3 separate regions of the Sus scrofa genome follow, and regions 1 and 2 are each linked to region 3. A link is a contact called in public HiChIP or PLAC-seq data. All regions are on one chromosome and are shown on one strand. The core of a region is the stretch at or near the end of the contact, and the rest is flanking DNA. Distances in the headings are between cores, read along the strand shown.

Evidence for each region. HiChIP or PLAC-seq counts read pairs in DNA pulled down with a chosen protein or histone mark.
Region 1: a contact with region 3 is called in an H3K27ac HiChIP or PLAC-seq map of skeletal muscle, with 4 times the contacts expected there. The contact joins two enhancer-like sites. A contact is called at or near these places in 2 of 47 Hi-C or Micro-C datasets (embryonic fibroblasts and epiblast stem cells) and 1 of 2 datasets of contacts at active chromatin or transcription factors (skeletal muscle).
Region 2: an H3K27ac HiChIP or PLAC-seq map of skeletal muscle shows a contact between it and region 3. The contact joins two enhancer-like sites. A contact is called at or near these places in 3 of 47 Hi-C or Micro-C datasets (embryonic fibroblasts, epiblast stem cells and liver) and 2 of 2 datasets of contacts at active chromatin or transcription factors (alveolar macrophages and skeletal muscle).

What each region holds. Positions count from the first base shown.
Region 1 is chr7:38,641,926-38,645,428 of Sscrofa11.1, reverse strand. It overlaps MRPS18A (39S ribosomal protein S18a, mitochondrial), which reads left to right. Exons shown (of 7, transcript XM_021098784.1): 5 at 240-363; 6 at 544-613; 7 at 3,311-3,503. The coding sequence ends at 3,455. Among named protein-coding and RNA genes, the nearest start is that of MRPS18A, 14 kb to the left of the region's middle. Within about 2 kb of position 1,903, at least 19 of the 83 cell types and tissues checked have an H3K27ac peak or open chromatin away from gene starts, as enhancers often do. A contact at or near this core is called in skeletal muscle, where this site is marked.
Region 2 is chr7:39,084,968-39,088,350 of Sscrofa11.1, reverse strand. No RefSeq gene overlaps it. Among named protein-coding and RNA genes, the nearest start is that of TMEM63B, 51 kb to the left of the region's middle. Within about 2 kb of position 1,755, at least 8 of the 83 cell types and tissues checked have an H3K27ac peak or open chromatin away from gene starts, as enhancers often do. A contact at or near this core is called in skeletal muscle, where this site is marked.
Region 3 is chr7:38,896,307-38,900,044 of Sscrofa11.1, reverse strand. No RefSeq gene overlaps it. Among named protein-coding and RNA genes, the nearest start is that of C7H6orf223, 95 kb to the left of the region's middle. Within about 2 kb of position 1,759, at least 13 of the 83 cell types and tissues checked have an H3K27ac peak or open chromatin away from gene starts, as enhancers often do. A contact at or near this core is called in skeletal muscle, where this site is marked.

The sequences.
Region 1 (3,503 bases), core at 654-3,153, 250 kb after region 3:
TCGTTCGCTAACCTAGTCTCTGAAAAGACCATCTCACGGAGGAGCTGAGCGCTCTTGGGGTGGTAAGAGGGTCAGGAAATCTAGCTAAGTGGGGATTGAAGTCTTAGGAGGGTGGAGGCCGCAGGCCCATGCGCAAAGCTCTGTGGAGGGATTTGGTCTCAGGTCGGTTCCAGAGGGAGGCTTCAGCCCCTTGCAGTCCCTCCAGATGACTCTCCTCTCCTATTTTCTGTTACCACCAGGATGTTCTGCTGCTCAGCCAGTTCATCCGGCCACACGGGGGCATGCTGCCCCGAAGAATCACAGGCCTGTGCCAGGAGGAGCACCTCAAAATTGAGGAGTGTGTGAAGATGGCCCACCGGGCAGGTAGAAGGCCCCTCGGGGCTAAGAGGGCATGGGGCTGTGGGCACCACTTCCACCCTCCAGCTGCCCCATGGTCCGGCCCCTCCTGGACTGGCTTCATGACACGCACCCGCCTGGGCCAGCCTCCCACCCCCTTGGGCTTTCCCTCCAGCCATCCCCTTAAGTACTCCTCCCTCCACTCAGGTCTGCTCCCAAATCACAGGCCGAAGCTTCCTGAAGGATTTGTTCCAAAGAGCAAACCCCGACTCAACAGGTAAGCCACCTTGGGTGTCAGCACCCAGAGAGTTCTGCAGGCCCTCGGCCCTCGCTGGGGAAGCCGCCTCCTGGAGCTCATCCCACGGCTCAGAAAAGCCAGAGTGCTCCACCCCCCACCCCCCCACTCCCCATGCTCGGTTCCACACTGCAGTTGCCGCTGTGTGTGCCTCTGTTACCCTCCCAGCCATCCTCGGCCCCCCTCCTTGGCTCTCCCCCGCCCTTAGCATGGGGTAAAGGGGTAAGAAGGTCTGCTGCTCGGGCATTAGAATGTGCTAATCCTCTGTTTATGACATCATACTGGGTTGCTATGGGAATGTCAGAGCACTTCTACAAACCTTCAGTCATAGCACCGGGGTTATTAAAGGGCAGAATGAGGCCTTAGAAATGGAAATGAGAGGGCTCTCGTGGCAGGGCCGCTGGGTAGAGCTCTACAAATCCGACACTGCAGAACTTCAAGGCTGCCTCCACGTCGACTAGGTTGCGAATAGTGCTCCTAGAGTTGTGCAGTCAACGACCTGCACAGCTACACGTGGCGCTCCATGAGGTCCCGAGGTTCTACAGAGGAGGAGAGGAAGGCCCCTAGATCCTGGAATCCGTCAGTCTGCCTTCCAGCCTAAGCAGGGTGGCCCCTCTGGTGTAGAAATAGATTCTTGTTTGACACCCAAAAAGTCATCTCTGATGATACCACATCACATACTCCTAGCACTACAGTATCCCTTTGTTGAGAGTAGGTCTGTGTCTGTAAAGTTGATGTTGGTGTTTTTTCTTGTTCCCCCCATCAGTGGCCCCTCCCTCCTTCAGCCTGTCCTGACACCACTGAAACTGTGGTCTGTGGTTAAAGCAAAGCAAGACACTCTGCCCGCAGCAAACCTCCTAGGCTGATCCCCAACAGAAGCCAGGCATGGAGCATAGGAGGCCATGGATTGCTGGGCTGGGGGCACAGGGCCAGCACTAAGGCTTCACGCACGCCTGGCCACCTGCACCGCCCACACTGCTAGCTAGGCCATCTGCCAGCAGCCCTGAGGGAATGGGACATATTAACCTCTTTCTGTCTTTCCCAAAAGTGCTGTGGACCATTTGGGGGTTGAGCCCACCCCCGCCCTGACTTGTTCAGAGACAGCAGCAGGCCTCAGGACACAATCCATCCTGCCCTCGGGCCTTTGAAGCAAAGCCAGACTCCCTCCCATATATCCGGTGTCCTTTAACGTGACACAGGATTGATGACGTGTGGGGGCTCTAAGGTTGCAAAAGGCCACCCTGGGGAGGAGAGGGAGTCCTGGCTATGAGGGAGGTTGATTCCTTACAAGGGACATTATGATTCCATCCAAAGGTCCTTGAGCTGCCAGGCACTGGCCTAGGCCCTCCTGGGCCCTGGGGAGCCACGCTTCCTCCTTCCCCACCCCTTCGGGAGAGGTAGGAGAAAGGAGCCTTGGTGCTTCTTAGAGCTGGAGTGACCCCAGAGAGCTGGCCAGAGGCCCCGGCCCTCTCCCCGTGGCTGGCTGCTCTGTGTAGCACAGGCCTCAGGTCCAGGGACAGCTAAAGCCTGGCTTCCTGAGGTCTCTCCAGGGCGAGGGGGAAAGGACAGCTTTGGGGCAACAGCTTCGGAGGACCCGGTCAGCCTTCGGGTTTTCTGGGTCTTCAGATCCGGTGGGCACCCCTTTGGGGGATTCTGCTCCCACAGCCCACTTCTCCACCCATCCCCCCAACCCCCCAAAGCCTGGGGCCTGCCACATGCTGCCGTCCCTTTACCCTTACTCTCCTGCCGGCGCAGCACCACCAGCCCGCCGCACAGGTGCTCCCGCTGGGGCGCTGACAGACCAGGACGCGGGGAAGGCTGCTCCCGCCTGCCCACCGCACCCCACAGCTCTTTACTTCCTCTCCCGGCAGAAGACGGAGGTCCAGGGAGCTCAATGGAAATATATACATCAGCAGCCATTTTTTCACTGGTATCTAAAAGTTTCAGCCACGGTTATTAATTTTTTAAATTAAGCCTCTCATTTGAGGGTCCCTGGAGGCAGCTGGGTTGAGCCGCAACCTAACATGGAAGCAGGGGAGGATCCTGGCCTTTGCCATGGTTGAGCTTTCAAGACAAAGGGTGGGCCTCTCTGGATGGGATCCAGGTTTCGTTCTGGACGGAGCAAACCCCAGTCCAGCCGGCGTGGGCCACTTTTCCGGGAACCGTCAGGGCCCTGCCATCCCCAGAGGGGGTCAGAGGACTATGGGCGGCAGCCATCTTTCCCCGCACCCACTCACAAGAACCTTCCTGGGCTAGGTCTGCACCCACAGGCCCTCACCCTTGGCTCCTGTCATGGGTTGGGGGAGGGGCTGCCCAGGCTTGTTCCCTGAAGGCTGGGGTGGGGGGTGGGGGGCAGATGAGCCAAGTGGGGCAGAGGGAAGGTCTCCTCCAGGCCCTTACGTCAGCCTCCTCTCCCCATGGCTGCGCAGCCTCTTCCTCCGCCTCCTCCCCCAGCAGATACACACAAACATTGACAACTCATCAGGATCAAGGGCGCACGTGGCCTTGTGCAGCCTGGCCCTGGCCACACACGCCTGAAGCAGCAGGAGCCCAACCCATCTGTTTACAGCACACTTGGCGGTGGCTCCCAGGAAAAGCCCCTTCTCAGGAAAGGAAAACTGGCAAAAGGATTTGGTGGGCCGCCAGCCCTCACAGCTGCCTCCCGTCCTCCCTCCACAGGTACCTGACCCGCTGGTCTCCCCGCTCTGTCAAGCCCATCTACAACAAAGGCCACCGCTGGAACAAGGTGCGCATGCCCGTGGGGTCCCCCCTCTTGAAGGACAACGTCTCCTACTCGGGCAGGCCCCTGCTGCTGTACCACTGACTGAGGCAGCTCCGCCCGCACTCCACCCCAGCCCGCCCTACGGCCCCC
Region 2 (3,383 bases), core at 506-3,005, 190 kb before region 3:
CGTGCGTGCATGCGCCGGCTGTGCCAGCCCAGGGCAGCCCCGGCCCGGCCCTGGAGGCGGGGTGGTGGGAGTTCTTGGTTCACCAATTGCATCCCCTGCATTTAACAAACAGCACAGTGTCTGGGACCCAGCAGGCCTCTGACCTGCCTTGGCCGTTATTTTATAGTTAGGAGCCTAAATTGCATTTTCTTTCCCCCCAGGCAAAGCCCATTTTTCACAGGAAGCCCCAGCTGGTGGAGATGTGCGTGTGTGTGTGTGCACGTGCGTGTGTGTGTGCGTGTGTGTGGTGTGTGTGTGTGTGTATGGAGTGAGTGCTGGGGGTAGAGGGCTGTGTGTGCACATGTGTGTGTGTGTGTGTGTGTGTGCATGTGTGTGCGTGCAGTGAGTGCCGGGGCTGGGCGCATGGCTGCTGAGGCTGAGTCCTGGCTCCAGCGCTCTTCCCGCTGCAAAGTCATCCCTCAGCCTCAGCTTCTACTTGTCAAGAAGGGCCACCCCCACCTGCAATGGTTGCTGAGACAAATGAATCCAGAGCGTGCTCGCTCTGTGTAAACACAACTTAGGTGTGTGTGTGGGAGAGGCCGGGTGGTGGTTGCTGGTCAGTATCTTCTACTTAGAGCTGTGTCAGCCCAGGAAGTGGGCGATGGACCCCTGACCCCATTTGCTAAGGACTGAGCACGTGCCCTTGAAAACGGATCAGGTTGCCTCGGCCCCTGAGATGTAGAAGCTGGCTGTGTGAGCCTGGCTGGGCAAAGGGATGAATGGGGGAATAAAGAAAGCTCCATCTCTGCAGGTGTTGAGCAGAAGCTGCCCCCCAGCTGGGAGGTCATTGGGGGCTGGATCGGATGACGTTTGAGGTCACTTCCCCACTGCAGGTTCTTTCCAGGTTCGGTGACCCGAGCTGACTTCTGCCCTCCTTCCCAGAGCCCTTCACTCCAAAGCCTCCCTGTGGCTAGTGCTGGGGTGGGCACAGTACTTTCTGTGCCTACACGGTCATGCCCTCAGGGTTTCCTGGGTCAAGGAGCGCCCAGAGTGAGCAGAACTGAGGCTCATGCAGGACTTAGGTGATGGGCCAGGGGTGAGGCTGGGGAGGGGAGGTAGGTCATGGCTGGGGAGGGGGAGGGGGACTTCTGGCCCTTTGTGGATCAGCCTGGAAGGCTTCCTGGAGAAAGTGGTGTTGAATCTCAACATGAGAGCCACTGGGCTGGCCCCTGGTCCCAGGCTTGCGGTGACTAGTATGCACCTGCTCTCTGCCTGCCATGCCCAGCCTATGACCCTGGAGGGAAGGGTGCCCTGCTGTGGGGGCAGAGGGACTCTGGCGCAAGTATGGCTGTGTATTTCAGTCCTTGCCGGCCCACTCTGGGAAGTCTCCTAGGAAGCTGGGGCTTCTAGGTGTGGTTGTGACACTGCATGGCCTTAGCTGATTCTAATCAGGATGAGTTTCCTCCCCGGCAAATGAATGGTGAGCAAAGGAGATCATCCAGGCGCCCCCAGGGTGCGAGCTCTTGGGAGTGGGGATGGTCTGCTGAGAGCTCCAGCCCAGCTGCCGACCTCATGCCCTGGGGTGAGCTGGGGGTGGGGCTGACCCCTCTTCTCTGCAGCTGCCACCTCTTGGAGGGCTTTTGGGGGGCTGGAAAGTACCCCCGGCAAAGTGGACTCCCTGGCACCTGCCCCCTCCACCCCAGGTCCCTCTGCCCTATTTTGTCCCCTCAGTGTTACATTCCACAGAGGAAAGTGATCCCTCTCTCCAGGCCTGAGGATTACAGGCTGGAGAGAAGCCTGCGTTGCCCTGGGAACGCTCACGTAGCTCTTTCCCATGGGTGCCCTCCTCCTCCTGCCAAAGGCTGGGGAAGGGGTGATCCTGGCCCAGCCCAGCCTGGGGGAGCAGCAGGGCCTCTGGGGTCCGTCAGTCCTTCCCTTCCTCTCTGCGGGTCAGCGGCTCCTGGGGTGGGGGTGAGCCGTGTTGAGCTTCTAGTTGATCCTCTCAGGAGGTGGCTAGGGGCTCAGGACCCTGGGGTCTCCACGTGTCTAGGCTCCCCTGCCCCCTCACTTCTGTCCTGACCCCCTTCCCAGGCCGGAGCCCCTCCATCCCTACTAAGCCGGGGATTTCCGCAGGCTGAGCCAAGCGCCTGACACTAATTATGACGCCTTCATCCTGTTGGGGTTAAGCTCCCGGTGCCCTTCCCTGCCCCCACCCCAGAGGCCAGGCCTGGGGTCAGAGATTCAGGAGGCTCAAGCCTGCCAGGCCCCTTCTGGGAAGGGCTGGTGGCCCGGCCTCTCCCTGGGATCCGGAGGGTTGGGGAGGCTGCATCTGGGTGGACAAGATGTCCAGGCGATTCTAGTGGCGGGAGGGCTGGTTTCTCTGGAGAGCCCTCAGGGCAGCGGCGAGCTGTGGGGAACTGACCTTGAGAGGGCTGTGAAGTCCAGAGATGAGAAAGTCCCAGGAGCCCCCTTCTTAGCCCTGGCTTCATAGAGAATCACCTAGAAAGATTTTAAAGAATACCCATCCTTCAGCTCCATTCCTACTGTTTTTTTTTTTTTTTTTTTTTTTTGTCTTTTTAGGGCTGCACCTATAGCACATGGAGGTTTCCAGGCTAGGGATCAAATCAGAGCTGCAGCTGCTGGCCTACACCACAGCCACAGCAACGAGGGATCCGAGCCGAATCTGCGACCTACACCACAGCTCACTGCAACGCTGGATCCTTAACTCACTGAAAGACCAGGCATCAAACCTGAGTCCTCTTGGATACTAGTCAGATTGGTTTCTGCTGCGCCACAGTGGGAACCCCACTCCCACCCCCCACCCTACTGCTACTGATTTTGATTTCATCAGCAGGGCTGGAGCAAGCATGGGCATTTACAGCAATTCTGCCCAGGTGATTCTCAGGTCCAGCAGCTTGAGAATCGCAGCCATTAGGCAGATGTAACTGTCAGAGCTCCAGCTGCTCTCAGGTGGCATGGGTAGCGGCTGTCATGGAGGTTTCTGGGCCCATGGTGCTGTCAAGGAGACTATGACCAGCCAGCAGAAGGCCCTTGAGGGGGACTGGGTTGGAACTTGGGACTTCTAACCTCATGGCTACTTCCTCTTGGCCTCCTCTGTCCACCGGAGACTTGCCAGCTGTCCCATTCATTCAATCATTTGGGCACTTAGGAGCTGTGTGATCCTAAACAAGTTGCTTAACCTCGCTGTGCCTGATAATAGGCCCTAGTGATAAAAACTGAAGGAGATGCTGCTTATAAGGCCCCAGAAGCACTGGGAGAAATGTAGCCATTGTCCTGCTGCCTCTTACTTGGGGCTAGGGTCTGGGCAGAGGCCTCTGTCACCCCAGCCATTAGGCGGATGCAACCGTCAGAGCTCCACCTGCTCTCAGGTGGAGTGGGTAGTG
Region 3 (3,738 bases), core at 510-3,009:
CGAGGCATGCATCTGGGGAGAGTCCGGGGGGTGGGGGTGCACGGAGAACAGGTTGGGGAAGGAGGCCAAAGCAGAGAGGAAGGGGCCAAGCCTGGGAGCCTCTGGGGGGAGGGAGGGGCCTCCCTGGGCTGGTGGCCCCCTACAGACCCTGAGGCTGCACCTCTGGCCTGGAGGTGATGAAGGGAGGGTCCCCAAATGTAAGGAAGGTCCACATTGCCTCAAGATTCTGGGTCTGGCTCCCTGGACCACCCCCCCACCCCAATTGCTTATCAGGCCCCAGACCCTGAAGGCTGCTGTCCCGCAGATCAATGACCTTGTCCACGCTGTATGCATCGATGTAGCACGCACTGTGTGCCTAGCCGTGGGTATGGGCCGCCTGGATGCTCAGAGATGTGGTCAGTGTAGTTCCGGGTTCTGAAGGATTCAGGTTCGAATTCTTAGACAGGCTCACTAAATGTAACCTGCTTGGCCAAGCCTCCGTTTCCTCCTTGACAAAAGGCATAGATCTTGCCGCTTCCCCAGGAGAGCAGCCAGTGCTAATCCTGAGTGGGGCTCCAGAGTGAGGCAGGAGATCTGGGGGACCCTCAGCCCTCCACGGGCTGGGGACTGCATACCCCTTGCCCCCTTCACTGCTGTGACGAGGCAGGTGTCCGGGGAGGTCAGGAAACAGACTTTCCCCCGAACCAGCTGACGGCCTCAGGACCTGGAACCACGGGCCTTTCCCCCGTGCCAGCCTATACCACAGCCTATACCACAGCCACAGCCATCAACCAGGCCACTTGTTGCGTGCACCCAAGTGTGGGTATGTTTGTGCAAGTCTTTGCATCTGTGGATGTGCACCTGTGCGTATGTTTGCACAAATAGGTTCCGTGCATGGCGTTTAATCATATGTGTTTTGTGTGTTGTGTGCAAACATCTGTGTGTTTTAATACATGCAAACTATCTACGTGAGCCTGCATTATGCAAATGTGGGTTATAAGTTTATGTGCATTTTGCATGTGTTAACATCTTTCTATGTTTTTCTCTGTACAATATGTGTATATGCTGTATATATGTGAATGTGGAATCTACATGGGTTGGTGTTTGTAAATAAGGTATGTAATTGTTTCTGTGTTAACACAGGTTTGTGATATAATGCCTCTGTGGATAATTGGCGTGCCTGTGTATCGTGTGCGGGTGTGCGCTTATGTGTGTGAATGTGTACATGAAATGCCATTCTGGGAGTTCCCGTCATGGCGCAGCAGAAACGAATCTGACTAGGAACCATGAGGTTGCAGGTTTGATCTCTGGCCTCGCTCAGTGGGTTAAGGATCCGGCGTCGCCGTGAGCTGTGGTGTAGGTCACAGACACAGCTCGGATCTGGCATGGCTGTGGCTGTGGTATAGGCTGGCAGCTACAGCTCCGATTCAATCCCTCGCCTGGGAACCTCCATATGCTGCAGGTGCAGCTCTAAAAAAGACAAAAGACAATAAATAAATAAATAAATAAATAAATAAAGTTATCAGGATAAAAGAAAAATGTCACTTTAAAAAAAAGAAAGAAATGCAATTCTGTCTGTGTAATAATATGCCCAGGTGGAAATATGCGTGCAGAATTAGCATAAATGAATCAAGGGGTTGCCTGTCTGTGTGGGTATAAAGTGTGGTGTGTATGTGCCTGGGCCTGTAGGAGGCAGCCTCGCATGTTAGGAAGCGCCCTGGACTTGCCGCCAGAGGAGGGAGTTCAGACTCCACTCCCCTGGCGGTGAGGCCTTGACGTATGTACTTGGCCTTTCTGAGCCGCTGCAGGCCCGGCTCTAACCGCACCAGCTGTGCACCCAGCCCTGCCTCTGCCTGAAGGGCCTGAGGAGAAAGAACACGTGGCTGCGTGGGCAGCCCAGAGCAGGACCGTCCTGGCAAACACAGGAAGGTGTGCTGGGCCCAGCCCCACTCCTGGGATGACAGAGGGGTGCGTCCCAGGGCCTGCCCTCACCCGGCTTACAGCCCAGCTGGGGAGAGGCCAGGAGGGGCCTGGAAGAGACTGGCAGGTGTGCTCGGAGATTGGCAGGTGCACTCGCAGGGCCGGGAGGGGCCAGGTGGCTCAGACCTGCGGTGGTAAGAGGCTAGCGGCCAATCCTGGCCGATCGCTGACTTGCTCTAGGATTGGGGGGGAATCACGTCACCCCTCTGTCCCTCTGTCCTCATCTGCAAAATGAGATACGCTAGTCCAGGCCTCAGAGCACTCGTGTAAAGGCTAAATGAGCTACTACATGGAACGTACTTTTTCTTTCTTTTTCTTTGGTCATGTGTATACAAAAGTTCCCTGGCCAGGGATTGAACCCAAGCCGCAGCGGTGACAACGCCAGATCCTTAATCCGCTGAGCCGCCAGCAAACTCCAGAAAGTACTTAGAAGAATGCCTGGCACATAGAAAGCGCTCACAGGGTGTTAATTATTATTGTAGCTACGACGTGGGAAGCCACTGAAATCGTTCTAAGGACAGAGAAAATCAAGCTAACGACAACAAAAAGGACCCTCATCAATTCCAGGAAGAATAAAATGTTGTGCAAAGGGGAAAAAAAAAACAATTATAGTTTACTAAGTGGCTCAACCCTGGATGTCAATGCTTTTACAAGGTCACGTTCCATTCCCATCTAACCAGAATGACACGGGGATTATGGTGGGGGAGGGTGGCAAGGCCACACAGGGTTGTAGCCAGAGGCACCAGATGAATCTGTCCTGCAAGTTAACGTGGATGAGGAACCATGTAACTAACACCTATGTGTACAAACAGCTTTGATGAAGATCTGTAAAAATCCACGTAAATACATCAAGTAGAAACCTGTGCCTGTGGTCAAGAATTGGACGGGTGACATCGGCTATCTGTCTCAGCAGAGGGTGAGGCGACGCCAGTGCAGGGTCTCCAGACACAGGGGTTCCTGGGAGGGGGCCTCTCCCTCCCCACCCCAACCAGGGATGACTTTAAGAAAAACGGGGTGTCCTGGCAGATCATTATTACTTTGACTGCCTGCCGTCCCCTCCCCTCCCTCTGTACTGGCTCTTTAGTCATCCATCTAAATGCATGGGGAGGGAGTTCTTGTTGTGGCTCAGCGGAAACACATCTGACTAACATCCATGAGGACACAGGTTCAATCCCTGGCCTCGCTCAGAGGGTTAAGGATCCAGCCTTGCCATCAGCTGTGATGTAGGTCCCAGATGCAGCTCGGATCTGGCGTTGCTGTGGCTGTGGCCGGCAGCTACACTCTGTTTCGACCCCTCGCCTGGGTACTTCCATATGCCGCGGGTGCAGACCTAAAAAATTAAATAAATAAATGCATGGGTGGGAGTTCCCATTGTGGCTCAGTAGCTTAAGAACCTGACTAGTATCCATGGGGATATAGGTTAGATCCCTGGCTTTGCTCAGTGGGTTAAGGATCTGGTGTTGCGTGAGCTGCTGATGTAGGTCGCAGACATAGCTCATATCCCACATTGCTGTGGCTCTGGTGTAGGCAGGTAGCTGCAGCTCCGATTTGACCCCCTAGCCTGGGAACTTCCATATGCTGCAGGTGTGGCCCTAAAAAGAGGCGGGGGTGAGGGATAAAGGCATGGGTAAGAAGACATATAATAATAGCCACAAAAATTTCTATTTTGTTTGAGAGGTACCACTGGTCTAAGCCTTTTACATGCTTTAACTCCTTTAATCGTCCCACCCATTCTGACAACAATCTCTTTTGATTTCCATTGTGAAAATGAGGAAACGA